4 separate regions of the Mus musculus genome follow, and all the other regions are linked to region 4. The links are chromatin contacts, called in public HiCAR-type and promoter capture Hi-C maps. All regions are on one chromosome and are shown on one strand. The core of a region is the stretch at or near the end of the contact, and the rest is flanking DNA. Distances in the headings are between cores, read along the strand shown. Region 1 has its middle 56 kb from the start of Galnt3. Region 2 holds the start of Galnt3 (polypeptide N-acetylgalactosaminyltransferase 3). Region 3 holds the start of Ttc21b (tetratricopeptide repeat domain 21B). Region 4 holds the start of Csrnp3 (cysteine-serine-rich nuclear protein 3).

What was found. Promoter capture Hi-C pulls out the DNA fragments that hold promoters and counts their contacts. HiCAR-type assays count read pairs that join an accessible place to other places.
Region 1: a contact with region 4 is called in a promoter capture Hi-C map of hippocampal neurons, with 4 times the contacts expected there. The contact joins the enhancer-like site here to the promoter of Csrnp3 in region 4. A contact is called at or near these places in 2 of 39 promoter capture datasets (cranial neural crest and hippocampal neurons), 3 of 484 Hi-C or Micro-C datasets (cerebellum, forebrain and nephron progenitors), 8 of 115 datasets of contacts at active chromatin or transcription factors (VIP interneurons, astrocytes, embryonic basal ganglia and 5 more) and 1 of 9 other capture datasets (adipose tissue).
Region 2: a contact with region 4 is called in a promoter capture Hi-C map of neural stem cells. The contact joins the promoter of Galnt3 here to the promoter of Csrnp3 in region 4. A contact is called at or near these places in 5 of 39 promoter capture datasets (cranial neural crest, hippocampal neurons, liver and 2 more), 3 of 115 datasets of contacts at active chromatin or transcription factors (astrocytes, embryonic forebrain and embryonic limb bud) and 2 of 9 other capture datasets (adipose tissue and liver).
Region 3: a contact with region 4 is called in a HiCAR-type map of astrocytes, with 2.4 times the contacts expected there. The contact joins the promoter of Ttc21b here to the promoter of Csrnp3 in region 4. A contact is called at or near these places in 2 of 39 promoter capture datasets (cranial neural crest and pre-B cells), 6 of 115 datasets of contacts at active chromatin or transcription factors (astrocytes, embryonic basal ganglia, embryonic forebrain and 3 more) and 3 of 9 other capture datasets (embryonic stem cells, liver and macrophages).

The regions. Positions count from the first base shown.
Region 1 is chr2:66,176,934-66,184,156 of GRCm38.p6, forward strand. It overlaps a transcript of Ttc21b not described here. Among named protein-coding and RNA genes, the nearest start is that of Galnt3, 56 kb to the left of the region's middle. Within about 2 kb of position 3,083, at least 53 of the 459 cell types and tissues checked have an H3K27ac peak or open chromatin away from gene starts, as enhancers often do. A contact at or near this core is called in hippocampal neurons and neural tube, where this site is marked.
Region 2 is chr2:66,121,940-66,128,569 of GRCm38.p6, forward strand. It overlaps Galnt3 (polypeptide N-acetylgalactosaminyltransferase 3), which reads right to left and starts at 2,854. Exons shown (of 11, transcript NM_015736.2): 1 at 2,585-2,854.
Region 3 is chr2:66,253,887-66,260,655 of GRCm38.p6, forward strand. It overlaps Ttc21b (tetratricopeptide repeat domain 21B), which reads right to left and starts at 2,731. Exons shown (of 29, transcript NM_001047604.2): 1 at 2,628-2,731. The coding sequence starts at 2,648.
Region 4 is chr2:65,842,740-65,849,587 of GRCm38.p6, forward strand. It overlaps Csrnp3 (cysteine-serine-rich nuclear protein 3), which reads left to right and starts at 3,028. Exons shown (of 7, transcript NM_153409.5): 1 at 3,028-3,145.

The sequences.
Region 1 (7,223 bases), core at 1,833-4,332, 330 kb after region 4:
TGCACTTGGATGCCCTTGTCCACTCTTTTCTCTACTTCTGTAAAGGCAAGTTATTGCTAGGAACACAAGACTGAGCTGTAAAATGTGAGTAAGAAGCTTCTTGTTTGAAGTGGTCCTGGAGGTCGACCCTCAAGGGGTGCGAGTGTCAGGATACACAGACGATGACATAGCAACCAATGTGTGTGTGAAAATCTGCAGCGAGGCTCCCGTGCGGGTGTGTCCTTTTGGCTGGGATTGCATTACTACTCCCATATTAAGCACAACACAAGGCAGAGCATTTTCTACCTGCTGTGTGAGCATTTCCTGCTCATGCCAAATTCCTGACAGACAGCGGGCCAGTGTTGGATCAACTGTTTCACATCTATCTGTTTGTTTGCATGTCAACAATCTACTCTTAAGTACCATTTTAAATACCAGAAAACAGAGACTACAAAGGCCTAGAAAATCTGCCCCAAGTTGCACTGTTAAGAAGGGGCCAAGATGAAAATCTAGGTTGTTTGGTGCAAAAGCCCAAGATGCTATGTGGCCTCTCGGTACTCATCCAGGATTGGAGGCCAGTCAGACGAGTACTGAGCAGTGTGCCTCACACTGTTCTAAGTCAGAAAGACTGTCCAGTAAAACTATATTGATCTGAACCAAAATGTGCTCCCTTCTTGTGCTCTCTGCTCAGAAACTAATGATAGAGCATAGATTATAAATGATTTTAAGAGTTGGACATAAGTATTTTTACAATGTGAGTCTCCAGCTGACCCCTTTCATTTTGTACTTTTAGTGCTGTTTGAAAAGGCAGTGGATCTCGTCACGATCTCTCAGCCGTTGATGTGGGTTTTACTGGTCCGTAGCTTTCCCCGTCTTCTCCTATATGCTTCAACAGGGTGTTTCTGCCACCCACTGAAGTCCAATTCTCAGTTGTTGAGGAAATAGCAGAAGGTTTCATTATTTTATTTTATTTTATTTTATTTTATTTTATTTTATTTTATTTTATTTTTAGTTCGTGTGGATAAGAGGGAACAGAGCAGGCTCCTCCCAGATGCTGATTTCTAGTCAGCATGTTGCTTGCGTCCCCTGGTTGGACATATTTCAGCCATCCTGTGCCTACGGAGAAAAACACCTCTACTGGCTTGGGTCGCTATGGTAACCGATGCTCAGCAGGCAGTTGCTGTTTCATTTAACATTACTGGCTTTAAGAACTTGAGGGGGAAAGTGTGCTTTCATATTAAAGAAAGGGGAAGCTGAGTAGTTTAATTAATGTATCTCAATCCAATGTTAGGAAAGAGGTCACTTGTGCCGTTTGACCATGTTGCACCTAGGTCTATTTTATGTACGTATCAGATCTCAAGCATCAAAGGATGGGGTCTTTCTCTCATCATGGGTAAAGTGCACAGAGTGGGCAGGAGAAGAGAAACAGGGGTTATGCTGGACCCTTTGCAAAGGATTTTTCACTTTATAAAGCCATCTCAGCTTGAGAGTATACAGAAGAATTGCTTTCTCTTCTCTCACCCACAAAGGAGGCCTGAGAGATGGGTTGCTAGGCAACCTCACACTGAAGTCTGGGGCACTTTGAAATTAACATAGCTGACCTCCCCATCATCTCTGCTGCTATGCTATTCAAAACCATTTTTATGAGTCTGCAGGACTCAAGAAAGCAGATATAAAATGTAAATACAAAATAAAGAATAGGGGAAATAAATCCTTTGCAAGGAAAGACCAAGATTCACTCAATGAGTTAGGCAGCAGTCTGAAAGGATCGGTGGAAGGGAAAGTAGTGTTGGCTGCTATGAGTCAGAAATTCATAGTTTTAATAATATAGGAAGAAAACATTTCCCTCCGAGTTCTTTTGTAGATATTTATAGCTGCCATGTAGAGCATCACAGCAGAATCTGAAAATACTTAGGGTCCATGGGAAGATAAATCAGTTTCTAATAACGCCGTTTCTCTACGCAATTTTTAACAAAAGTGCTCAACTCTCATTCTTCACCCCATGGTGCTTTGCTTAAAGCTGCAGAGTCTCCTGTTCAACTTTCTGTCACTACATCGTTAGTATGACAGTGCTGGCATGGGAAAAGATGGAATTCATTTTGCAAGGAGAGAAACACAAGGAGGCGGCAAAGCTGCTCTATGGAGCACAGCATATACTCTTACCAGCAAGAAATTTCTTCAGTGTGACTTTTTAAATGCTTTGTGCTACTAGGATATGGTTATGGGGGCATTTTAAAGTAGATTTGCATTTACCAGGACTGAAAATCAAAGTTGGTAGTGTGGTGTGTGTGTGTGTGTGTGTGTGTGTGTGTGTGTATACGTAGGCAGGGAGGACTGTAACAAATGGGATTCAGTGGGTTTGTTTGTTATGGTTATTTGGGTAAGGCAATTCTGAACTTTAGATGGATTCATGAGAAATCAATGTGTTGCGATTGGGATTTCAGTGTGAAGCCTCGTGTAAATGATTCGGGAGGAAAGAGCTCTGTGAATGAGTTGGAATTGATGTGAGTTCAGTGATTCCTAAAACATGCATGTATACATGCAAAGTACACCTGCTTGACCCATGTCTGTGTGTTCATGCATGAACACATGCTTACTAACTGCAGAAACGACACAGTACTACACTCTGGGCTCAAAAAATAGATTTTTTTTTAAATCGAAATTTCAATGATTCTTACATTTATTTGTTTTATATGTCTCTGTGTATATGAGTTTTTCTATGAGTGTGTGGAAAACAGAGGACTTGTGGGATCATCTTGTGGGGTGGGTGGGTGGGCAGGGTAATTAGATATTGAATCTCCTCATGCTGGAAAGTAAGGGAACCCCCCCGCCCCCGCAACACACACACACACACACACACACACACACACACACACACACACTCCTCTCCTCTGTAATTCTTGTATCAAAGTATCTTCTGTACTTTGTGATTTTGGTCCTGGTGGGAAGTGAACAGAAGTTTTCATTCATCAGTTACCAGTTTTCACATATTGAATCAGTTGATTTCGACGTCTGGCTTTGACACTCCTGCAGTTCGGTATTTTGGCTCGTCAGTTTTCTTGAAAGCAGATAAGCCGAGTGAGCCTTTCAGTGTTCGCGATGAATCTGAGTGTGATGCTGCCTGTTACGCCATAGCACCGGGTCTTGAGGCAAAGTGTTCTCCCAGGCTCTTACATCACTTCCCACATTAAAAATACAACTAGGCTGCCTTGGGCAGAAACGGAAGTAGTAATTACTTTCTCAAAATATCCCTGCTTTCTTAAAAACAGTTTAAGATTGCCAAAATTTCTTTTCTTTCTTTCTTTCTTTCTTTCTTTCTTTCTTTCTTTCTTTCTTTCTTTCTTTCTTTCTTTTTTTTTTTTTTTTTTGCTTTTAAGACGATAAAAATAACACTATGTGAAAATTGATTGACTTAAAGACTGCCTTCCCTCCTGAGGCCGTCCCCTCGGAAGGAGGCTCTCAGCAATCCTCTGGTTACTCAGCTTTTCTCATTTATGGGCTCAGATTACATTCACAGGCACTGTGCCAGATGCGCTGATGCGCGAGCACGGGAAGGCAGATCGTAGCTTGAAGCATTTCTCTAAAAGAACATCTGGTTCTGAATAAAAGCATTAGGAGGTAGGTAGCACATTTTTGCTCCTAAGATTTATGTGTGATTTATTACGTCACAGTGCCACACCCTGCCACTCCCCAGCTCAAGTCAGGAGGGCCCGACTTCCAGCAACCACAACCAGGAACAAAGAAATACATGAAGAATTCCTCAAGTCTGAGCCAAGACGCCATGTTTCTGTAGGATAAGACGCCATGTTTCTGTAGGATAAGACGCCATGTTTCTGTAGGATAAGACGCCATGTTTCTGTAGGATAAGGGGCTGCCCTTGGTCAAAGATTATTTCATACAGCGGAAGCCCATTAACGCGAGGGTTCCTCCAGCCACCTTTGTATGTGCCGGCCAGCACCTTCTGAAGTTCTGTGTCCCCCCCCCCCCCCCCCCGTTTCCTTTACAGGAACTGTACACTCACCCCTCACTCATTCTTCTAAAGTTCCAGGGCCCTGGTTTTCCTCCTTATATTTCCCCATCTGTTATTTCCTGTGCCTTCATTTTTTTCTGACTTTCCCCCATTAACATTTCAATATATAAAATACATCTATCTTAAAAAGTAATCAGGCAAATAAAAACTTCTACCCTGTCTTTCCTCTGTCCTCACATCTAAATATATTCCTATTATGCCTCCTCACCTTCCATTCTTTAGGGTGTCACTAATCTTCAAGGAAGGTTTATCCAAACCTGAAAGGGGGAGGGGGCCCCCCTCCTCCTCCAAGGAGCCGGTGACATGTAAGACTGTTTATACCCAGTGTTGTGACCTTGAATGCCATTAGTGATTTCCACCATTCCAATCCATTTAATGTGGGAAGATCGTCATTAAAACCCCATTACTACTCAAAAGCCCAACATGCAGGCAAGTGGCCAGCTCACAGGTCTGTCTGTCCTCCTAAAGCTGTGTTCTGGGCCCCTTAGGGTGATGTGTTCGTTGTGTTCCCTTATTCAGTTGTTTTTACACTCATACTCATTTTCTGGAAGTCTCTTTTCTCTCTTCCAATTCTGGATCTCTGGCAATCACAGGGGATTAGAATATATTTTCTAGGAACAATTAGAAAAGTTTAAGAATTGAGGGTCAGCTTTTTGCCCCCTGACTCATCTTCACCAAGAAAAGATCTTTAAACAGTGAAAAGGAAGTTTGCAAAGGTTTCCCTCTAAATTTTAATTAACTTTTAAATTTAATTTTAAATGCCCTATTCTTAGTATAAAATGTTTATTATAGTTGTTAACTTTCATCATGGCAAAGAAAAAAATTATAATTCAGGTAACAATTGGGTAATATACATTCAGTTTTGTGTGTACGTGGTGACTGTTATATATGGGTCTATATTTTTTGGCAAATATACAACCTTAATAATTATATTTTTCCAGCTTTAAAAATTTTGACAATTAAGTATCTTTGGAAAACATTTACTGAGTTTGACAATAGTTAACTGCATAGCAATCCATCATCAGGTAGATGTGACGATAGCTGGCCATTTTATTGTTTTCATGCGGACAGTTCAGCTCAGTAACACCAGAAGCAGGCAGGAAGGAGCAGTACTACCCCTCACTTCGATCCCAGAGGATTCACAGTGGTGCTTCTTGAAACAGGACAGCTGATCGGGGACAGACTCTCATTTGTCCTGCATGGTCTCAACCAGAAGTGCATGAGTGCAGCAGTTTCCTTCCCATGCAATTTTATAAAGAGTTCTGATAAGTTATTCTCTGCTGGTGAAATGAGTCAATTCAAGCCAGATTAGATTATATAAAGTTGGATTCATTGGGAGGCTGCTGTCCAGTCAGTTCATTGGACCCAAGGAAGCCAGAGAAGTCTCTATGGGGAGGGAGACAGAGGGTAGAAAGAATGTGCACATGCACATGCAGGGAGGGAGAACATGCAGAGACAGAGAGAAGGGAGGAGGACTATAACGTCTGGACCATACAGGGAGGAGCTTCTAGGGGGAGGGAAAGCCCACCCACTGGGCTAGAAAATTCGTGGTAGAAGGCTAGATATGCCAGACATAACAGGTGGGGATGCTGGGAGAATCTGGAGGTCAGGTCCACTTTGGTATGTTAAATATGCACCTCAGCCCCTTGGCCCATGTGTGAAACCCAACAATCTCACCCAGCACCAAGAGAGCCACGCGACCTCCAGTCCTAAAGTAGGACGGCTCGCCTCAGATCCTGAATCCACCCGAGGAGTCCCCTCTGCTTGAAGTCTGCTCCAGAGTTCAACCTTGGTTGCTCCACCAAGCCTACAGGAAGCCCTCCCTTAGGTTTGCACTGGCTTGCAGAAGACACTTATATCCTCCAGGGTTCCCCCACCTCTCACACAAGATTTGTTAAAGTTGAAGCAGGTTAAACTTCCAATCACTTCCTTTTCCCCATGGAGGGCATTAATCCAGATCTAGACTCCATGAGAGCTTCTTCAACCAGGTTCTCTGACTCCTCCATCCAGAAGGCAGGCGTGACCTTCCAGCGCGTGCAAGGCGGTTGTGGAAGCTGCGGTGTGGGGTTGCAACTACCTGTCTAGGCTCCAGACTTCCTATATTTCTGATTAAGGTATACATCACAAAAATCAACTCTCAGACAAGAAAAATATTCTGGGACTGTCAACGTTGTAGAGTTTAGATAGAGTGGACGGAGCCAGGATGTAGAATAGCTACGTTAAACTGAGCGTGGACATGACAATGGCTTCTCTACATTGATAACAAAATTACTCAATGAAAGGAACAAGCCACCTGGGTACGGTAAACCTGAGAGCCCACCCTCAGGGATGTGCTCCCTCCAGCGAGGCTGGACCTAAAGGCTTCCTAATGTTCCCAAACAGCACTACCAACTGGGGACAAAGTGCTGAAATACACAAGCCTATAATGGGGGCAGTTCTCACTCAATTCACCATGTGCACATGTTCATTCTTTGTTATGGAAGGAACAGACAGGCTTTGGAAGTTGGGGGTGGTGGAGAATATCTAATTATCTCACCACTGAGGGAAGAATAATTGGGTCTCTCTTAGCAGTTGTTAATGGCCTATAGCTCTTCACCTAGGGATTGGACAGTTTGGAATCTTTACAATAGGAATAATACGTTTTCCTAGGCTTGTGATGAACAAATGCTGTACGATATGTAAAAGTATTTTTATTAGCTACTAAATAGTTCCTAAATGTTATTATCTGAGTTTTATGAAATGCTATAAATGCAATTTTGGTAATGAATGATTAGAATTTTATAGCATATAATTGGAAATAAAAGGACACTAAAACCATGGAGATACGATCCCCAAGGCAATCTGTTTGAAAGAAAAACAAATTATTAAAAATATTTTATTTCAAGTAAAAATAAAACTGAAGACTACTGTATTTTGAAAGAACTTCAGATGTACATAAGACACCCGAGAAGAATGCTAAGGACCAAGGTTGATAAAATTAGGGTAATTTCGTATAAAAAAGCAGAAGCCACCCATCAAAGAGTACTATTTGCCGGGGCGCCTGCCCTCTACCCACCCCCATCTCCGTAAGTCTCTGATGACCGAAAGCAATTTTCACCCTTCTTCACCAGACCACTGTCTGGGACACATTAAGCTCACTCTTGTGGCTTCTGGTTAATATTGCTATAAGGGTTTACCTATTTAAACTGGTTTCAGAGTATGACCATTTCTTAAG
Region 2 (6,630 bases), core at 1,604-4,103, 280 kb after region 4:
ACAGGTACCAGCCATTAGCGGACATGAAATCAATTTGTATAGGAAGGCAAATTAAAAAAAAAAAAAGAGCATCCATATTCTAAGGTTAGATAGATATTGCTTCTGAAAATCACACACACACACAGTCACTAACAATATTGTTTTGTGAAACTCATTTCATTTATACACATACATACTCACCAGCATGTATTGGGTTGAAACAGAATATTTCAAATTAGAGGATTGTGGGTTTAAAAAAATGTTTTTACAGCACTGGTCTTAAGGAAGTGTACTTGAAACCAAATGTCTAGATTATTTCAAGTGGATAGGAGACATTGGGTCTATGCCTTATAAAATATGGTTGAAGCCAATATAATAAAAGATCAGAACTGACTAATGTCATCCAAACTGGCTCGAAAAAAAAACAACTGTGTCTCAGAAATACCAAAAAGGGATTAAAAATCTCAGTCCATATGGCACCGCCAATATACACGTGAAACCTCAGCCAGGGGAAAGCAAGTCTGCCCGAGTCTACTCAGAGCAAGGTGGAAATGGGAGGAGAGGAGAGCTGGCCCCAGAACAATGGACTCTCCTATAATTACAAAGCCCTTACAAACTCCGTGAAAGAAGAAGATAGGCATCTTATGATAAGTGGGCAGGAGAGTGGTGAGATAGTACGATCTGGGAGCCCGCAGTCAAGCCACCAGAATAATGCTATCTCTAGCACCTGCAGGGTGCACTACAGTTAGAACACCCTTCTGGGCTTCAGCTATTCAATCAGGATGGACTGACTGGATGGCCAAGGCAGGAAGGGGAGTCCAAGAATGTTAGCACTCGAAGATACTCTACGGTTCTTAAGTCTTCATGATGGTGCTATAGAAAAACACTCCCCACCCACCCCCAATCCCATCCTTTACAGATAGAAACCAATGTCCCTTTGTTATTACAACTAACAGGAACATATTACTTTTGCCCCCTTCATGGTCTGATAATGCTTGCCCAGTAGTTAGAGAGTCAAAATTTAGGGGGTACTATCTGCTCAATGTTCAAATAGCACTTAGCACGTCAGTTTCTCAGGATGGAGACATGACTAAGAAGGTGGGTGAGGCTCTTGAAAACCCTTGGTTGAATTAACAATTATGTGTTGTTATAGTGTGTGGGGGGGTGGGGGTGGGGTTCTTTCTTCTTTTTAAAAAATTTTAATTACACCTCATTAAGAAACATGTAATGGCTAAGTATTTTACAATCTAAATATATATTTAGAAATATTTTTTTAAAAAATATATAGAAAGAAAGCATGTACAACCTAAATATATGTTTTTAAAACTTGGTAAAGGCAGAACTAAACACACCTAGAGAGTGGAACTTATTAATAAAATTTTCTATGAAAAAAAAATGTTGGTTAAAACAGTGTATAAGAAATGCTTGGTATGAATACACTGCCCAGAATGTTTCAACTAACATGCATGTTAGGTTTCAGTTGATGTTAAAGGTTAAAAAGAAATAATTATAGGGTGTGGTTTTGAACTCATATGTCTAAGTAACAAACTCAAAGTTAGATGATAAAAGTGGAATTTCTCACAACCAGAAACTCTCAAATTCAAATGTAACTTTCTGAATTTTTACAAAAGTATTTGAGTTCAGATGTACCTTAGGTAGTGTAACTTCAATATCAAGCCATAACTTAGAAACATTTTCTTAAAAAGAAAAAAAAATCAGAAAGGGGAGGAAGGTAACTTGATGGAGTTCCCAAAACAGAAGGAAGGAATTAAGTATTAAGTCTATGCTAAGAGTAGTTTCAACCTTAATTCATAGGCTTTCGAAAATCCTAATTAGGTAGACAGGAATTTGGGCTTGGCACTTCCAGGTTCAGACGTGGCAGGATGCTGAAACAAAGTTGGTTTTTTTTTTTTTTTTTTTTTTTTTGAACCTTTGAGTCATATGCCACAGGCACACCAGATCCGAGATACATTGGTCCTTAAGTCAACAGGTCCTCTAAGAGGAGGCAGCTGGTGAACCACAGTTCCATTTCCTCCTGCCACAAAGACCTGGACTCTGCCACCTTCAACCGGAAAGTGGGCGCAGCTCTGGCTCGGGGAGGGCACCCGGAAAAGTGCAGTGCGCGGGATGCCCAGGTCCCGACCACCGAGCGCCTTCCAAACCAGTCGGCAAGCTTCGTGATGGCTCTGGCTGCCGCCGTTTTCCAATCTAGGACTGTCTGGGCTTAGCGGGGAAAGTTGCCCGGCACAACCACAGCCCTCCCCGTAGCGGGTTTGGCCCACTCGGTACCCGGGAGTGGGCAGGCAACCTGCTAGCCCAAGTTGGCAAGCCTTGAGCAGCGCCTCCGCCAGAGACCCGCCCTCCCGAGGACTATCAGGGGGCCCAGGGGTACCAGGGGGACTTTCTGCCCCGGTGAGGCTCTGGGGCTGCCGAGGGGACCCGGCGACAGGAGTGATCGGTATCCCCGCCGGCCTCTCCCGAGGGGGAGCAACTGAAACCCGCTCTCGAGACCGCGTCCAACCGGCCGCGGGCAGCTCCGGGGCCGTCCCGCACGCTGTCCCCTTGCTGGGACTGCGGGAGCCCGGTCGGCTGGACGCCGGCTTACCTGGCAGGTGGGCAGGGCAGGCGGCGGGAAGCGGCGGCCGGCCGGGGCTCTGTCCGCGGGGGTCCAGAGCCAAGTGCAGGTGGCGACGCCGGCGACTCGGGTGGCCGTGGCTCTCGTGGCCGCTCGGCTCAACTCCTCCTCCGCCGCCGCTTCCTGCCTTCCCGCCGGGCCTCCCGCGTTGCCAAGCGAGGCCACGCCGAGGCTCCTCTTCCTCTGCGAGTCTCCCAGGTGAGCTCCCGCCGGCGACGTCGGCAGGGGCGAGGCCGGATCCCGCGCCTGCGCGCCAGCCCCGCGCCCCGCCCCGGTCCTACCTGAGCGCTCCAGGTGAGCCGCGGGCCGGCCGGGCGCGCGCCAAGCAAACTCCTCCGCCGCCCGCGCGCTGCCCGCCCGCCAGCCCTCCGCAGTGCCGAGCCTGCGCTGCCCCGCGCCGCGGCCACCTGGTACCCAGAGCCCACTGGCAGGGACGCTGAGAAATCTGAGCCGCACTTCCCCCTACCCCTAACCCCACGCGGTTCCTCTTCCTCTCCGGGTGGTCCAAACCCAGGGGTGCGGCGTTCCCCGGGACCCCTGGGAGACCGTGCTGCTTTCCTCCCGAGGCTCAGCAGCTTTGTCACCAGTTAGGTTGGTGAGCTTCCTTCCCCTGTAGCCTTGATTTCATCACTCCTCTCACTTGAGCGCAGCGAGTGGTTTCCGTTTCTGGCCGCCGGCGCTAGGGTAGGGAAGCCTCAGGTCCCAAGGAGGCGACTCCCTTTTTCAAAGTAGAGCTTCTGGTATTTTGGTCAAGTTTCAGTTGATTTGGGGTCCACCGTCACCCCTTCCTGGGTTGCTATCTATTGCAAGACCAACCAATCAATATCCACAGGAGAGGGATAGCAGCGCCCTCGGGGAGAACCCCTCTGCCAGGGTTTGGGCAGAGTTTGTGGTTTCCTGGAAAGGAATTGTTTTCACTGAAGAGTAGATTAAAAGCCAACATCTGTTCTGCAAGGTGAGAACCTACACTCTTAAACATGTTAGGCTTTGCCAGTGTGTTTGAGACACTTACACCGTGCCCCCCCACCCCTTCCACTATGCCTTCTGTTCTGGAGACGTTGACACTCAAAACCAGGACTTCAAATTGCTTTTACACATTTCTATGAACTTTTTATTTGACTATTCTCAAAAGTATTCAGGGAAGTGGAAAAACAGCTAAAGACTCTGGGCGACCTGTTTGATTCCGCAGTGATGAGTTTTCCTATAAAGAATGATGGAAGCCTTCCTCCCACATTTTGACACTCACGGTGTTTATTTCCTAACTTATGAGTTTTATATGTGAACTGGAACTAAGTTTTAAAATCTTAGTACATTATCAACAGGTGTTAGTTTTACTTGGCTTATGTGCAACATTTGTTGTAGTATAGTTTCACTTCATATAGCTTCATATAGTTCGGCAACTTAGGTAACTTTTTTTTTTCTTTTGCTTATTTCCAATTGTTTTGTAGGCATCCAGGAACTTTTGTATGACATTTTAGCATTATCATTTAAAAGTTCCTTCTTCCTCTTTCCCCTGAAAATAAAGATTTAAGAGGCACGTGTATATTGTGTATATTACCATAATAACTATCTACTGTGTATCTGTGGGCCGAAAACTAAAAACATTAATTTCCAAAACTCATTTTAATTTTTTGGTTCTGCAACGTCTTTTTGCTGCTTGTGTTTAAATGGAGAGAGATTAGTGCTCATCTTTGGGGGGATTTGGAGGAAATGTTAAGTGTATAAACCACAACATCCCTCTTCCCTTCCTGTGCACTGCCCACCCTAAAGGATGCGTGGAGCCGAAGATGGTCAGTTCTTACTCCTCACCGGGAGGCTAACAGTGACGGTTTCCACTGACAGGAGCAGGGTCAGAACAGGACGGCAGTATAGGATCGCAGGTGGAGGTGCACTGATGACTAGTCATAGCAGAAAACAACTGGGAAGGGCAGCTAGGGAAGGCTTACCAAAAGAGAATGAGAGAAAATAGGCCCCAAGTTGCAAGATGAGTGGCCAGAAAAGATAAGAAAGGTGTTTCGAGGTTATAGAAAAAATTCACTGCTCGGCTTATGATGACAGAGATGGCAGCCAAGCCCTCAGTGTTTCTGAATTAGCATATTTGTTCCACTTCATACGGTATCTGAACTGTTATTTCACATCATTCTGAAAGCAAGGTCTTAAAAATTAATTAAAAGTGTTTCTGCTTCATATTAAATTTAAAATGCTACAGGCCAAGAGAAACTATTATTGTACTGAAATGTTTAATATCCTAAGTCTAGTCAGATATAAGAATCTTGGAAGTACCATTCTACTCAAATTACGAAATGAATCATTTATTTCACAGGAGTGAAATTAACATCTCCTCACAAAGTGGAAATTCAGGAGGCTTGGTGCATGCATGTGTCTCTGAGACAAGCCTGTTTAATAGTACATATTTGGAAAAGTTAGGCAACAGGGCAGACTTCACACAGGAAAGAACTGCCACAAACACCTCTTCTCTCCCCAACACATACATGTATGTTCGAACACTAGTTTGTGACTAGTTAGAAGCTGCTAAGTTATGTAGACTTTAGATCCTCACTGGTTAATCATTTCGGTTAATGTCTAAACAAGCACCAAGATCATCCCCTGATATGTGGTAGCTTCTCGGGAAATATGTGCGAACTGAATAAGTCTGTCAAGTGCCATGAGATGGAACAAAACAAGCCATCAATAACACCCCAGTGTGTAAGGAAGGCATCCTGACCACAACATAGATGCTAAGAGTGACTGGCTTCAGATCATATAGAGAAATAATCTAAGGAAGAAAAAAATAGTGGGTTGGTAATCTAAAGGATATGGTTTGAAAAGCAACCAACTCTCAGAGGCCTTTCTTTTATCAGACACGATGTAAAGCGCCTTCCCTCCCAAGGGACACATCCCTTTCTTAAGAGTATCATGTGAGTCCATACAAAATTCTTTTACAGTCAAATTCATTTAAGTGGCATACGGTGGAGAATCATCATGGAAAAAATATATAATGAACAGGAAGAAATAATTGAAACAACTTACATAAAATTAAATTAGTAAAAAATGAATTCTAAAAGTATTATATAGTTTAATAAGTAAAATTGGGAACTTATGGCCAATATTCTGTATTTTTGTTCAGCTCATGAATTGTTTAATTGCTGATGCATCAGGCCTCATTCACGGCAGTGTGAAACATGTGCCTTGGCTTAGACTTTAGATCAGTTTTCCCTCATGGAATCCTCCTTCTGAGCTCAAAGTCTAACTGGGAGTTTTGGCTCAAAGGCCAAACAGACTGAAATAATGTCTACTAAAAGGAATAAAAGATTGGAAATGCTATTGGTGCAAAGAGGAGGAAGTGGTGTTATATCATCAAAGTGATACAGATGTATGAGCAATCAAAAAATAACGGATCAACATAATCTGACATTATATTAGTCAACACAATGAAGTCATCACAAGCACATAATTTGTATTATTCATTTGGACTCTTTTGGAGTTCTTGTTTTTGTTTTGTTTTATTTGTCTTACAGAAAGTCTCAGAATGATCATCCGGAATTTTGAAAATATATACACACTTCCATGAAACCATTTTACTGACTTAAATTGCAATTGAACTATGTAATTAAGGTTGCTTCCATTTAGTGGAGAAAACAAAAATTCTCTGAGTAGCACACACAAAAAAAATGTGCTTCCTTGATGATTGGCACATAGTAGGTACTCAATAAATATTTGATGAAATATATTGAATAGAGAGCAGAGTTTCAGGCTTTTAAGCATTAGCATAAAAGCAGAAAGAAGTGCTATGCTGAGTCAGACTAATATTCGATCTAGCTCACTCTGAATTCTGATGGTGGCATACAAGGACATTTCACAGAAAAATATAATAATGTTTTTGCATGATGTTAACCTCTGAGATCTATCCCTGGCTTGCACCTTTTCTAGACTGACCTTTCTTTTTCTGTACAGAGAGTATTCTTCATTCATTGCATATGAATTCATATTCACCACAGATTTTTTTAAAGCTAAGA
Region 3 (6,769 bases), core at 1,481-3,980, 410 kb after region 4:
GTTCTCTGAACTTCTGCTCTGCTCCCTCTTGTGGCTTCTGCTTCACACCCCTTCTCCACCTCATTTCTGGAGAGAGTGGCCCATATTCCATATCCTAGACAACCGCAACCTACCTCAGCAAATCACAGTTGGTTTTCCCCCAACTTCCGCAATCTCCAGGATCAAAATGAACTAACGTTATTTATTTATTATCTATTTATTTAGGCCACAATACTATCCTCCTTGACTTCTGTACTGTGTGAAAAATGATTCACAGACTACAGCTCTGAAAGGCAGACATGGATTTAAAGGTGCAAAGACATGGCCTCAAGTCTTCACCTGTGTGACACCTTTGCTCATAGAGAAGCGACAGTTATTAAAGCAGACCTAGCAGTGGTTGTGAGGACTAATTGATAATGCTGTGAAGGTCCTTGTCTGAAAACCTAGGAGTAAGTTACGCCAAAACTCTGCGGCCTGTCCAACACCTCTCTCCTCAGCTCCGTACCTGTACTTTGCCACCTGCTGTTTAAACCATCAAACCAACCGTGATGCTCCCCACCCCCTTCTCATTTACCCAGTCCTGCCAATCAAAGCCGTCTTTAAGTGCATCCCTTTCCATGGATTTCATATTGCTCCCCACACCTGTTGGTATGCTTGTGGTTCGAGATAGACGATTTAGTCCAACAATCTTCCTTTTGATTTCTGAGGTGGGATCTCCTAATGTAGCTCAGGCTGGCTCAAACCTGCTCTCCTCCTGACTCTTTCGCCAGAGTGCCAGGAGTAGGCTTGTATCCCCATGCTCAGCGGTCTAGCAAACACTTTTGGACTGTCTACTTTCTAGTATTAGGTACTGTGTAAGATACTGAGAAGAGAGTATAACCTATCCTGTTCTACACTGTACTCTGAATCTATCAATAAGATGCTGAGAAAAGTTAACAAGAGTGTTTACTGCCATGGAAAAATCTTGAACATTCAGGTAAACTGTAATCTGAACACCCGCTGGGACACAATGCTATAATGAATGTGGGGTGGGCACTACTTCGCTTTGGGGAATACAGAATACTGTACTCAGCTTGGTAACTGTGGGTGACCAGGGAACCCACTCCTGCAGAGGATGCTAGAGCCGATTCTTCAATTATAAACACATTACTCCATCTCCTCCACATATAACACCGTATTTCTCTTGGAATATTTCTGAGAAAGGCCCAGGGCTGTAAAACGCAGAGGAAGAGCAATATGGAGATAAGAGTGTGGTACCTGGGTTGGGTGTGGTGATGGGCGGGGCTAAAAGCCAGCCCTTATTCTACAATAGGGTAGGAAACCAGAGTGATAGGTCCAAAGGGAAGGTAGGTCCAAGATATGTCTGGCTTTCTTCCCACTTGGTTTTGTATGGGTAGTGAGCTAAAAATAGTTGGAGAAGAAGGGCCAGGGAAAACCTTTCATAGACAAACGTTAGAGCTCATGAAGATGTACTGGCATATGAGGATGCTCCTTCATTTAGGTACATCCACAGCTGCTTACCAACGTCACTGCAGATGGACAGAGATACTAAAGTAGGTACCATCTGGCATTTTGTAGACGGTGCTTGCCACTCCTTGTTCAAGAACCTTGTTCTAGATAGAATATTGCACTGATCAAACTGGAAAGGGAAGAAGCCAAGGTCAGCAGCCTCAGTTTTAGGACACGACTCGCTCCTGTGCTAAGTGATGAGAAGTTTAATAATGGTTTTATCACTAAAGTGGTTTTAGTGCAGAACTCATTTGGATAAAATGAGGGATAAAACATGTAAAAGAGTTGGAGGAAAAACTTGAAAAGGTAATGTAGAAATTCATTAAAAAAAAAAAAAAAAAGCCAAACCTTTCGGTCTTCCCTAACTGTCAGCACCCACTGTCCTCTGAATATAATCAGTAGTTCTCATGACATTCATGTGTTTAATAGCTTGTGGGGTCAGCCCTCATAAATCAAGTGAAAGTTGCAAGACTAAGCACCTTTACTGCAGTATTGCAAGTACTTAGAAAATAGTGCAAAACACACAGAAGGCAGTCAACCAATGCTTGCTAAATGTACTAAGAACTTTTTCCAGTGTTGGATTTTTGAATGAGTAAATCTCATGTCCAGGAGTCTGTTCAGCTAGCTCCAACTTCCGGGAGTCACCCAAGAAAAAGCGCTCCACAAATACTGAACAGGTCCCAAAGTGGACAGAGGGGAGGGGAGGGGATGCGAGGGGAGGGGAGGGGAATGATCGCGAAAGGCTTCCAAACCTTGTCCTTGTTTTTCACCATTTCTGAAATATATGCTGAGTGCAACTATGGGAAGACCATTTTCATAATCTATAATACTCCTCCTTTTAAAGGACTTTCGTTAACCGCTTGCAAAGGTGAGTGCCGGGTAGAGGACATTAGCTCGCTAAGTCCCTAGAAATCACACTTGGAGACTAAGCAGGCTTTCCCAGGAGAAGTCCAAAGCCAACATAAGCAGGAGGCTGGGGGCTGGCCGTTAACCGCAAGGCAGTGGTTGAGCCCTCGGGATCATCCCGGCGGGGGGCGCAGCATCTCCGCCAAGGCCGCAGGCTCTCACCATCAGCTGCCCGAGCCACCCTGTACCTCGCAGTCCACTCGCCCTGCCCACGCCCCGCGCCGCCCGCTCACCTTCAGCCCCTGGGAGTCCATGGCCGCCGGCTACCCGGAGGGTGCCCACCGCTGCCCGCCGCAGGGTTAGGGGTTCAGACCCACTTCCCGGGCCCTCAAACCCTAAGGGACGCGGCGTGCAGCACGAGGGGCGTGGCCCGATCTCCATTGGTTGTCGGCGTGAGGGGGCGGAGCTTAGTTGTAGGACTAGGAAGGAGGGGGCCACCGGAGCAGGCGAGGAGGGAACCCCGAGGGAGGACCGCGAGGGCGACTGGGGCTGGAATCCGCTGAGCATTGAGTGCTGCCGAGTTGTGGGGCTAGAGGAGGGAGGTCCAGCCTGGAAACGGCGCGAGGAGGAGGGATTGGGTGGAGCAAGAGATATGAGATTAAAGAATAAAGATGATGAAGCAGCAAATAGGAGGGAGAGCCATGCCGCTTTTCATCCCTGCAAACAAAGGCCGACTCCATTTTCTCAGCATTTTTTGTGGAAGCCGATTTGCGCAATGCGGCTTAGTACTTGACCAGGGAAAATGATTTACCTGACACGTGTAGTAATCGTGTCTGGGCCACAAGGTGGCGCAGAAAAATCACAGTTCGGCAAAAACCTTGAAGCCTGGCTTGGGCTTGTTCTAAATCTTTTCAGGCGCTGCTGTAATTTTGCTATTCGAGTGCTTATTAAACTGCTCCGCCAGATTTCCACCCCCAAAGTCTTATTTAAAAATATGTGGTTACCTCTTTTAGATTTCTATTTCTTAAGTGTTTGCTGTAGTTTGGATCTAAACTGTCCCTCAAAGACACACGTGCTGAATGTTCCCCAGCCCGTGTGCTGTTGGGAGTGGTGGAACCTTTGATAGATGAGGCCAAATGAAAGGACTTTAGAAGATTCTCACGTGACCTTGAAGAAGACATTGGGACCATGGACTTGCTGTTTGCTTTTCTTTTTGCTTTTCTGTTTGCTTCCTGGCAGCCTTCCTTAGAAGATCTTCACCAGTGTATTTATCATGAGATCCAGCAAGCTGACTGAGAGGGGCATCTAGACACACTAATTTGTTTCTGCTTGTATTCTTTAAAGGACTGCAGGCAGCTGTGGCCGTTATACTGATGTTTTAGTGGGCCTCCTGCCTGCTCTTAGGACTCTTCCTTCAATCGGGTTGCTTTCTCCATCCTCCGTATGAGATCTTTTACCTTGTCTTACTGTATTTTGGTCCTGTTTGGCTGTCATCTCTTAGAAGCCTACTTCTTTCTGAAGAGGAGAGGGAGGGGGAATGGATCTAAAGGAATGGAGAAGCGGATGTGGTGAAAAGCTAGGAAGAGTGGGGTGGGGGAACTGTGGTTGGGATGAGAGAAGAATCCATTTCAATTAAAAAAAAACAGGCAGAATGATGTAGACAGTTCTAGAATTCTATCTTATCAAGAAGAGAGGTACTTAAGGTCATGACAAAGCAGTGGGGATGCTAATTATTCCAATGTGACCCCTGCTCTTTGTATGTGTGCACTGAAATATCGCACTGTATCCCAGTGAAAACCACCAGTTTCCACATTTTTGAGCATCATATAAGCCTTTTGAGTTTCAGTGGAGTCTTGGGACAGAAAGGGCCTTATGATACTGAGTGAGAATTAGTGTTGAGAGCCAGGGGTACACATCTTTAGTCCCAATTACAGAGGAAACCATGGCAGAATGGGCACTTGAGCCCATGAGTTCAAGATAGACAACTGGAAAGACACACCATCTTTAAAAGAACAAAATGTTCTTGTTAGATAAATGGGACTGGTGATTAGTCATAAATTTAATTAAATTAAGAAGAAAAAAATTGGGGGCTGGAGAGATAGCTCAGCGGTTATGAGCCCTGACTGACTGTTCTTCCAGAGGTCCTGAGTTCAATTCCCAGCCACCACATGGTGGCTCACAACCATCTGTAATGGGATCTGATGCCCTTTTCAGGTGTGTGTCTGAAGACAGCTACACTGTACTCATATAAATAAAATAAGTAAACCTCTAACAAAAAGAAAAAGAAAATTTCTTCTTATATACACTTCTTGTATACACATTTTAAAAGTACATTTCTCGTATATACATTAATTTTAACACAGAAATTTATGCCCATTCACAAGCATAGTGACTATTGTCTACTGATTTGTACATCATTTAAAATACAATGTACAAATATATTTACTTAAAATTGTGTATATGTTTTTGGTCCCTGGAGGACATTGTTGTCCTACGGGAAAGACAAAGAAGGCTTTATCTGCAATATCTGTCAAGCTCGGGTTCATGTGACAATCACTTAGGGTATACAATGTGGAAGGGGCTTGATGAGGTGCTGATGGGACTCTGAGTTAGTGGGCATAGCCACGTAGGCAAAGCATGTGCTTATAACACTTTCCCAAGTACTGCTGAGGCTTCCTGTCTGAGGATCGCACCTGGAGAACCAGCATTTTTGTTTAAGTGTAATATTAGCCCTATATATTGAGCAAAGGTTCTCCATCTTAAGATTATTTTGCTGGGCACACACATCAATATGCTTGTCCTTTATCTTGCCTGAGGTGGTGTGTGTATAAAAGTCTTTGCATATCAATAGGAAGGGAATACATAATGTCACAATTTCTATACAAGGATGGGGAACAGCAAAATTTTATTATTGTGTATTTGTGCATGTGCCTTGGTGCACAGGAAGAGATCAGAGGACAACTATGTGGAGTGTATTCCAACCTTCTCTCTTTATGCAAGTAACAGGAATCAAATGCAGGTCACCATTTTCACAGGAAGCCCCTTACCTACCGAACCATCTTGTGGGCTCCCAGAAACGTATGAACTTCTAAAACTAAATTAACTTCATTCCACAGACATGTCCCTAGACTATAGGTACAGGAAAAATTTTAAAGATTTGTCCCTGAATATGGAAGATGCTATAGAATAAATCATTCATTAGCAAATAAAATTATAGATAATATTCAGAGACTGTTTTGGCCAGGGGACTCAAGAGTTTGTTGAATTTTAGGAATGAATTGAACATGGGGGCAAGAATGTTCTGGTAATACACAGCCTCTCAGATAAGTGTCCAAAAATGCCGTCTCTATTGGTTTTTAAGATCTAGAAGACAGTTTAAAAGTTTGGTACTCCCCCCCCCCCAAATAAAACCTCTTTGTTCTCTCTCTGTCACTCTCTGTCTCTTTCTCTCCTCTTTTCTGTATGTGTTGTGTGTGTTTGTATTATGTGTATGATTATAAGTGCATATGAATGAATGTATATGTAGCATGCAGACATCAACATTAGGTGTCTTGCTCAGTCAGTCTCCACATTATTCTTTGAGACCGAGTCTCTTATTGAACTTGGAGATTTTACTGATTTGCTACCAAGCTCCAGCGATATCCATGTCCCCGAGGTTTCAGATGTATTCTACTGCACCTGGCTTTTTACTGGCTGCTGGGGATTTCAACTCAGGTCCTCATACAGGACAGAAAACACTTTACCAACCGAGATGTTGCCTGAACCTGTGTATCTTTCCTTTAAAAAAAAAAAGACCTTTTTTTAATTAAAAAAGTCTCTCTCTCTCTCTCTCTCTCTCTCTCTCTCTCTCTCTCTCTCTCTCCTCTCTCTCTCTCTCCCTGTGTAGGTCAGAGGAGAGGATAACAGTATAATGATGTCCAACTCTGTCACACTCCACCCTATTCAATTGTGTAAAGAGTGTAGCGCAGGGCACACCCTGTACTATGCCAATAGATCTACTTTCATAGATGTGGTACTTGCAGAACTGTTTGTCCTAAAAGAAATATTTGGCAACAAAAAATGTGGAGCGGTGTGATCTCTTTGCTTCCAGGAGACCTACCCACATCTAAAATAAGAAGACAAATATGAATACTCTTTAATCTACCAAATCAAATTTTGTGAGTTTATTCAATAAAAGTGGTTGTTGACCTCTAGAATATAGGAATAAAGGTATTTGTTGCACTCTTATTAGCCATAAAAAAAAAACTGGAACCCCCCTGTAGTGGCTATTCCTGGTTGTCAACTTGACTATATTTGGAATGAACTACAATCCAGAATTGGAAGGCTCACCAGTGACCCTTATCTGGAGGCTTGGAGATCCTTATCTGGATCTTGGTATGGAGATATTGAGCCATAGTGGCTATGGATTCCAGAAGATTGAATCTCCGAGTTCAAG
Region 4 (6,848 bases), core at 1,778-4,277:
TTTCTTTCTTTCTTTCTTTCTTTCTTTCTTTCTTTCTTTCTTTCTTTCTTTCTTTCTTCTTTCTTTCTTTCTAACTCTAAAAAAAAAATTGACTTAAAAACCTCGAAGAGGGGGGGAGGGGGGCTTCTGATTTCTCCAGGATCATTTGGGACCTTCAAAAATATTCCTCAAAGTTTCAGTAAACATGATCTCAAGGAAAAAAAACCTCACAAATAAAACCTACTTTAAATAGTCGTCTAACCAAAGTAAAATCGGTCCATTTTTTTCCATACCTAAAGCTTGCATGGCTTGATAGACACTGTTCAACACTCATTAATGAAAGCAATAGCTCTCTCTTCACAGGAATACACGAGATGGTATATTTCAGAGCCAAATATGAGAACCCATGACCTAGGAAGACAGATCTAGGTTCAACCAAATACTATGTTCTAATTCACAGCAAATTTACATGCTTTTTTTTTTTAAGTAGAAACAGAACAGAGAAGACTATAAAATAATATACTTTTCAAATACATCAGTGAACACAGCCAAGTTGGCGAGTTACAGCAAAGAGGGGGGAAATCAGTGATTCTCAGCTTTCTTTTTTTTTTAAATATTTATTTATTATTATAAGTAAGTACACTGTAGCTGTCTTCAGATGCACCAGAAGAGGGTGTCAGATCTTATTACAGATGGTTGTGAGCCACCATGTGGTTGCTAGGATTTGAACTCAGGACCTTCACAAGAGCAGTCAGTGCTCTTAACCACTGAGCCATCTCTCCAGCCCCCGATTCTCAGCTTTCTTAATGCTGCAACACCTTAGTGTAGTTCCTCATGTTGTGGTGTCCCCCAACAGTAAGTGATTTCATTGCTCCTTCATAACTGCAATTTTGCCTCTGTTATGAATTATAAGTAAATATCTAGTATGCAGGATATCTGATGTGTGACCCCTGTGGGGGTCTGGGTCCACAGGTTGAGAGCCATTGTTTTAGCTGCTATTTATCAGCAGTGTTGGCCCTTTGGACGGTCGAAATAAGAGGTCTGCTAATCCGGTCCAAAAGATTTACCCGATGTTTACAGAAGATGCCGTGTTATGCATAAAGAAGGGCAATAAACGGTATTGAAGGGGATAAAGATGCTCTGAGATAACTTGGCTCTGAACTTGCAACATTCCAACCATTCTGCATGTCTGATGCTCTCCCCAGTCAGTTCGCCTTTGCAGACACAGCTTCTTTACAAGAATTCTATTCATACATGTGTACACTGACCTAATATCCAGCCCCAGAGCAATTCTTCGTAAAATCTGCTCCATGTTAAGTCTCCAGTCACTTTTCTTTGTCTTCTGTACCATTATCTCTAGACTATCCAAGGTGTGTCCTTGGACCAGGTACCTCCATACATAAAGAAATCTCCCTGTTTGCCTCCTCTTCTTCCCCTTGGTTTAATTCCCATAAAGCCATTGACCTATGAAACTGCAGAACCAGACCCATAGATATATCTATATGTGGACATGGGTGAGGGACAAGAAGGACACTGGGTGAGGGAAAAGTCGTTGGGAATGTAGCTCAGTGCTCAAGAGATTGTAGCTCCTCTACAGGGTTAGAGTTCATTTCCCATCAACCACCTCAGGCAGCTCACAACGTATACGTCCAACTCTAGATTCCTCCTAGAGCCTACACACACACACACACACACACACACACACACACACACACACCACAAATAAAAAGAAAACAACCATCAATTCATGTCTTCTCAAGGAAGCTTTCTTAGAATATCTCATCAAATGACTGCAATCAGCAGCGAGTTTTACATTTTATATTAAGTGTGTGTGTGTGTGTGTGTGTGTGTGTGTGTGTATGTGTGTTCCCATGCCATGGCACTGGTGTAGATATCTGAGTTCAGTTTTCAAGAAGTCATTGTCTCTTTCTAATACATGGAGCCCGGGGATTAAACTCAGGTTGTCAGGTTTGGGAGCAAGAGCCTTTGCCCACTGAATTCTCTCCCTGATTCAATTAGTAGCGTTTTTAAATACAAAGAATACTGGTTTGCTTTATTAGGGTCTGTTGTTGTTCATTCGTTTAATTAGCTTTCTTGGCTACTTGTGATATCACTGGCCTTTAATCCCAGCACTTAGGAGGCAGAGGCAGGCAGGTCTCTTTTATGTTTGAGGCCAGCCTAGGTAGTTCACTTAGTGAGTTCCAGGCTAGCCACAGCAGCTTAGTGAGACCTCTCTTAAAGCAATTCCTCCCCCCCTCCCCAAAGCTGCATATGAATTTGCTTTGCTGCCTTAAATAAATCTAATCTGATGTTTTCCTCAATTGTTCTTTGATTCATGCTATGCCTTTCAGTTCAGAAGTGAAATGATTTTGCCCAGGGTTATTAGAGCAAAATTAGAGTCCAATTAGCCATTTTGGGGCTTTGCAACCAAGTGGCCGATGCCTCTTTAATCTTTAACAAGCTCCAGTATTCACAAATTAATGCCGCTATCTAAGGAATCGGAAGTTGTACAAACCACACAACTCCAAATTATTTGAATATTCTTCTACTCTGTTTGAAAAATGTGTATTCTGCTGATCTGGCCCCAGAACTATGAATAGAAACACTGCCAAGCAGAGGTTGTCATGTCACCAGTAAGAGATGTCATGCTTGATTCATTTCCCTTGGATCCTTTGAAAAGGCAATATTGATGGTCAGTCTCTTTCTCTGCCTATAACTCAAAACGTGCAATGAGGACGTGTATATGTTTTTTCTACTAAAGGGAAAAAATCAGTAGGGTGAGGGGAAACAGGCGATTTACCTAGGCTTTCCTCGGTGCTTGCTTTGACTTATGGTGGGCAAGGCATAGATTAACCCTGATTTCCTACATCCAAAACAAGACTTTTGACTCCAGCTGGCTGTTGTTTGAAATATTTTTCTTCTCTGTTCTGTCTCTCCATTTTTCATTTTTTTTCCCCACTGCCTTCCTCCCTCTGCTGCAGGGATTTGTCCTCTAAAAGCTCGAGGTGGGAGGGAGCAAGGACTGAGAGCAGGCAGGCGGCAAGAGCTGGAGGACGCCAGGATCTGGCTTTTGTTATTGGTTGGCTGCGGCCTGATGGATGAAGGGCGGAGTGAGCTCTTCTCAGTGTGTTCTGCTGGAGCCCAAGTACAGAGACCATATTTACAGGTAAGAGAAAAAAAAAGACGAAAAGAAATTTATTTTTCTTTTCTTTCTCTCTTTTCTTCTTTCTTCCTTCCTTTCTTTCTTTTTCCCTTCCTTCCTTCTTTCTTTCTTTCTTTTTTTTTTTTAAAGGGAAATGCTCGGTTCTAGTAGAAGCATCTTAGGGAATGTGGGAATCCTAAAGGCGCTTCCCGAAAAACCTGTCCCTCGAGTGACTACGGGAAGCCTAGATGAGCAGCTCTTGGGTTTGCAAAAACCCTTTTCCGATTTAAATACAAAAGGCACAAAACCCTGAGGAACTTGTCTTTTCCGGATTAGCCATCTAAGCAAACGCACAACGGACGGATAAAATCCTGTGTCTTTGTGTGTTTTTATCAGGCTGTGTTCATGGAAACCAAAGGAGGCATGAGCAAAGCTTGATAGATTCCACAGGTCCTGAGAAAATGGAGCCTTCTCAGAACATACTGGATTCAGTATGGGGGTCTTTATATTTAGGACCCAGCAAGGAGCTTATGATTTTTTTGTTTGTTTGTTTATAGTTTCTTTTAGCCTAGACTTTGAATGAACGATCTATGTGCATGCAAACCCTCTTCGTTCTGTGCATCTGGTGCCGAGTAGCTGCAGCATTTGTCAGCAAATGTGAAGCTTCCATGTGGTGATGAAGTAAAGATCTATCGGTAGCTGTCAACATGCACGGGACGGTTTTCCTTTAAAAGCACGGAAGCCTAATTGAGAAAGACGAGACTTTGCTGTGAAAAGTAGGGTCTGACCGACACGTTTCATTTATGCATCAGATACGTCAAGTTAAGAAATTCCACTACACACTGCTGGCAAAAGCCTCACAGCAGTTATGTGTTAGTACGCCTAAAGTTTTGACTTTACTAGCTGCTTATAATGCCTGGCATTAAGTTTTATTTTCTTTTATGAAAACCAGGAAAGATTTTTTTTTAGCAGTACGGACTAAATGTTATATTTATGGTAATAAAGATGGCAAAAATAATTTTATTCCACAACACTAGCTCCTCTGTAGATTATATTTTATAAGATCATTTAAGTCTGAGAGGAACTCATTACCTTTGAGGTCTTAAAAAATAGTACAGTCATGGACACATTGGCATCCAATTAATACCTGTTGACTGGAGTAAAACACAATCATAATAGTGATGTAAATATTTTGCTGCCTTTGAATGAATTAAAACTTACTAAGAATGACTGTAATTTCTAAGAAAATTTGGTCTTATTTTTGCTTTGATTTTGGAAGATGGGTGGTACAACCCTTTGAATAAGATGGTACAAACACAACAAATTCTTAAGAAATTAAACGGGAAGGAAATACTGCTGGATAGTGGGTAAAGATTACTCAAGTTAATGAATATTTCCTTTGAACTTCCTAAACATACTTAATATCTTTAAACAGATATTAAGATCAGATGTTATGTTGATCTCTCCTATGGTTTGTTTTGAACCATTTCTGGTTTTCAAAAATCATGACATCATGCTACAATTTCTCCCTGTTTTTCACTGTTGATGTTTCTCTTTAAAAGTAATTTTTGGTTTTTCAAACAAAACGATGATTGCAATTAATTCAAGTTTCCCACCCCCATGGAGCCTAAGGTGGTATGCAAATCTAAATAAATATTCAGCTGCTGGAATGTGGCACGGACAATCAATCAATGCAGTGATGTTTTCTTTTAAAAAAAAAAGGAATTATAAATTCTGAACAAAGCTACCTCTAGGAATGAAGGGGGATTGATGAAAATTAGAGAGCAGAGTTCCACATGGTTTTAAATTATTCCGTTGCCTTGGAAACCAGCTGCTGCAGATGCATTTTGCTTTCTTTAGCTAAAAATATCATCCTTTTAATAATCACTAAGGGAAAGGTTTTGAATAAAAGCAGAGCGTATTGTTGTTGCTTCTTATAATTTCCTTAATGGCTCACATATTTTGGATGGAGAGTAGATAAATCCTTTCTCCATCAGCATCTCCTATCAGACACTGGCAGATGTCTGCAAGGCTTATGGAAAAAAGGGAGACAACTGTGGCAGCTCCTACTGCAGTCTGCAGGGGAAAAGCGTGTGTGTGTGTGTGTGTGTGTGTGTGTGTGTGTGTGTGTGTGTGTATGTGTGCACGCGCACACGTGTGCCTGTCTGTGTCTGTTTTGTACTGGAGGGAAAAGATTGAAAACATGATGCAGGCAAGTGGGACCCTTCCAAAGCTCTTCAGTAAGATATGACAAGGTCATTTATTTTTTTCCGGGTGCAGCCGGTTTTCAGATGTAAATATAGGTTTGTAGCTGGTTTTCAGATGTAAATATAGGTTTGTTTGGTCTTTCTCTGCAAAGTGTTGGATTTCATTTTTCTCTCCAGGTTGCAGAAGTTAGCCATGTACTGTATCTGTTGAAAAATGAAAAACTATTTATAATGTTTTGGTAAACTAAAAGAATAAAATAAAATAAATAAAAGAACCTGGAAATGCATGCCTAGACCATGAGTGGTGAGCAGTTAGTTTGGATTGGATACAATGGAATAAGGACCATTTTAACTGAAGGCCCAGACCACATTCGACTAATTCAGTCATTAACTTACCTTGGTAATCAAGCTAATGAATAAAAGACTATCCATTCTAGCAAGCTAAAGAAATTGTTTTAATATTAAGGTAATTCATTCTAAATTTAATACATTTTTTATATGTGCACATATATATTTGAAGTTTTTTTTCTTTGTCTGAAGTAAAGCTTTGTTTTTATATGGCTTTTCTTTATAAGAAAAAAAAAAGCCCATCACAATTTTTATCCTACTTGGCTCTAGGCAAATTCTCAAATTAAAATATTTTCCTTCTGTGTGCTTTGAAGGCAGCACCGTCACCCTGAGCACTTCCTTATCATTTGTTAAGAAGGGGATCCTTGAGTTTTGCTTATTGTTGTGATGCAAATGAGGCTCTCGCTTCTGTTATCTCTCCACTGCTTGCCTAAGCACCTTTGATATGGAATACTTTATTTCCATAAGAGTGATCTTAGCCGGTTAGGCTTAGGGTAAGCAGTGGAGCAGGATCCAGAACTGCGTGCTTAAACCGCGTGCTAAAATACTCACTGTCTAACCAGTACGTCATGTACAGTTCAATTCAGTCAGCGCATGTCTGCTTTCCTTTTCTGGGGGCCCAAGGATAGTGGGGCATATTTAGTCTTTCTCAAATAATGTGAGTAAATCTTCTCAGCATAAATGTTGATGACATTGAAAAGCACACTAACAAGACAGAAAGACCAAGAGCTGGTCATGTGACCCATGCAAACGACCTCATTATCAGGTGCAGTCATAGTATACTTCAAGTTCCTGAAGATTATGTACCAAATACACGTATTTGCAATGTTAAATAACATAGAAATTCAGTTTATTACTTACATCTATAAAGTTTTATGTATCTTTATTTTCTAAAAATGCCCTGCTACCTTTGAAGATGCTTTTGTACAGGCCTCTCAAGCCTCATAAAATACACTAAGGAAAATGAATATTTAATAGCTTCCTCCATAACATAGGTAGGCAACTTTACATCTATAATGGAAATATGCTAGTGTGGTAAATGAACCCCCATTTCTGGAAACGAAGCTCCGGTATTTACAAGAAAGTGTAATAACATCAGGGTAAGAAAGCTTGAGGCAGATTTTGCCAGTCTCACATATGTTACATACGTAAAGTGATCCAGGAAAATAAAA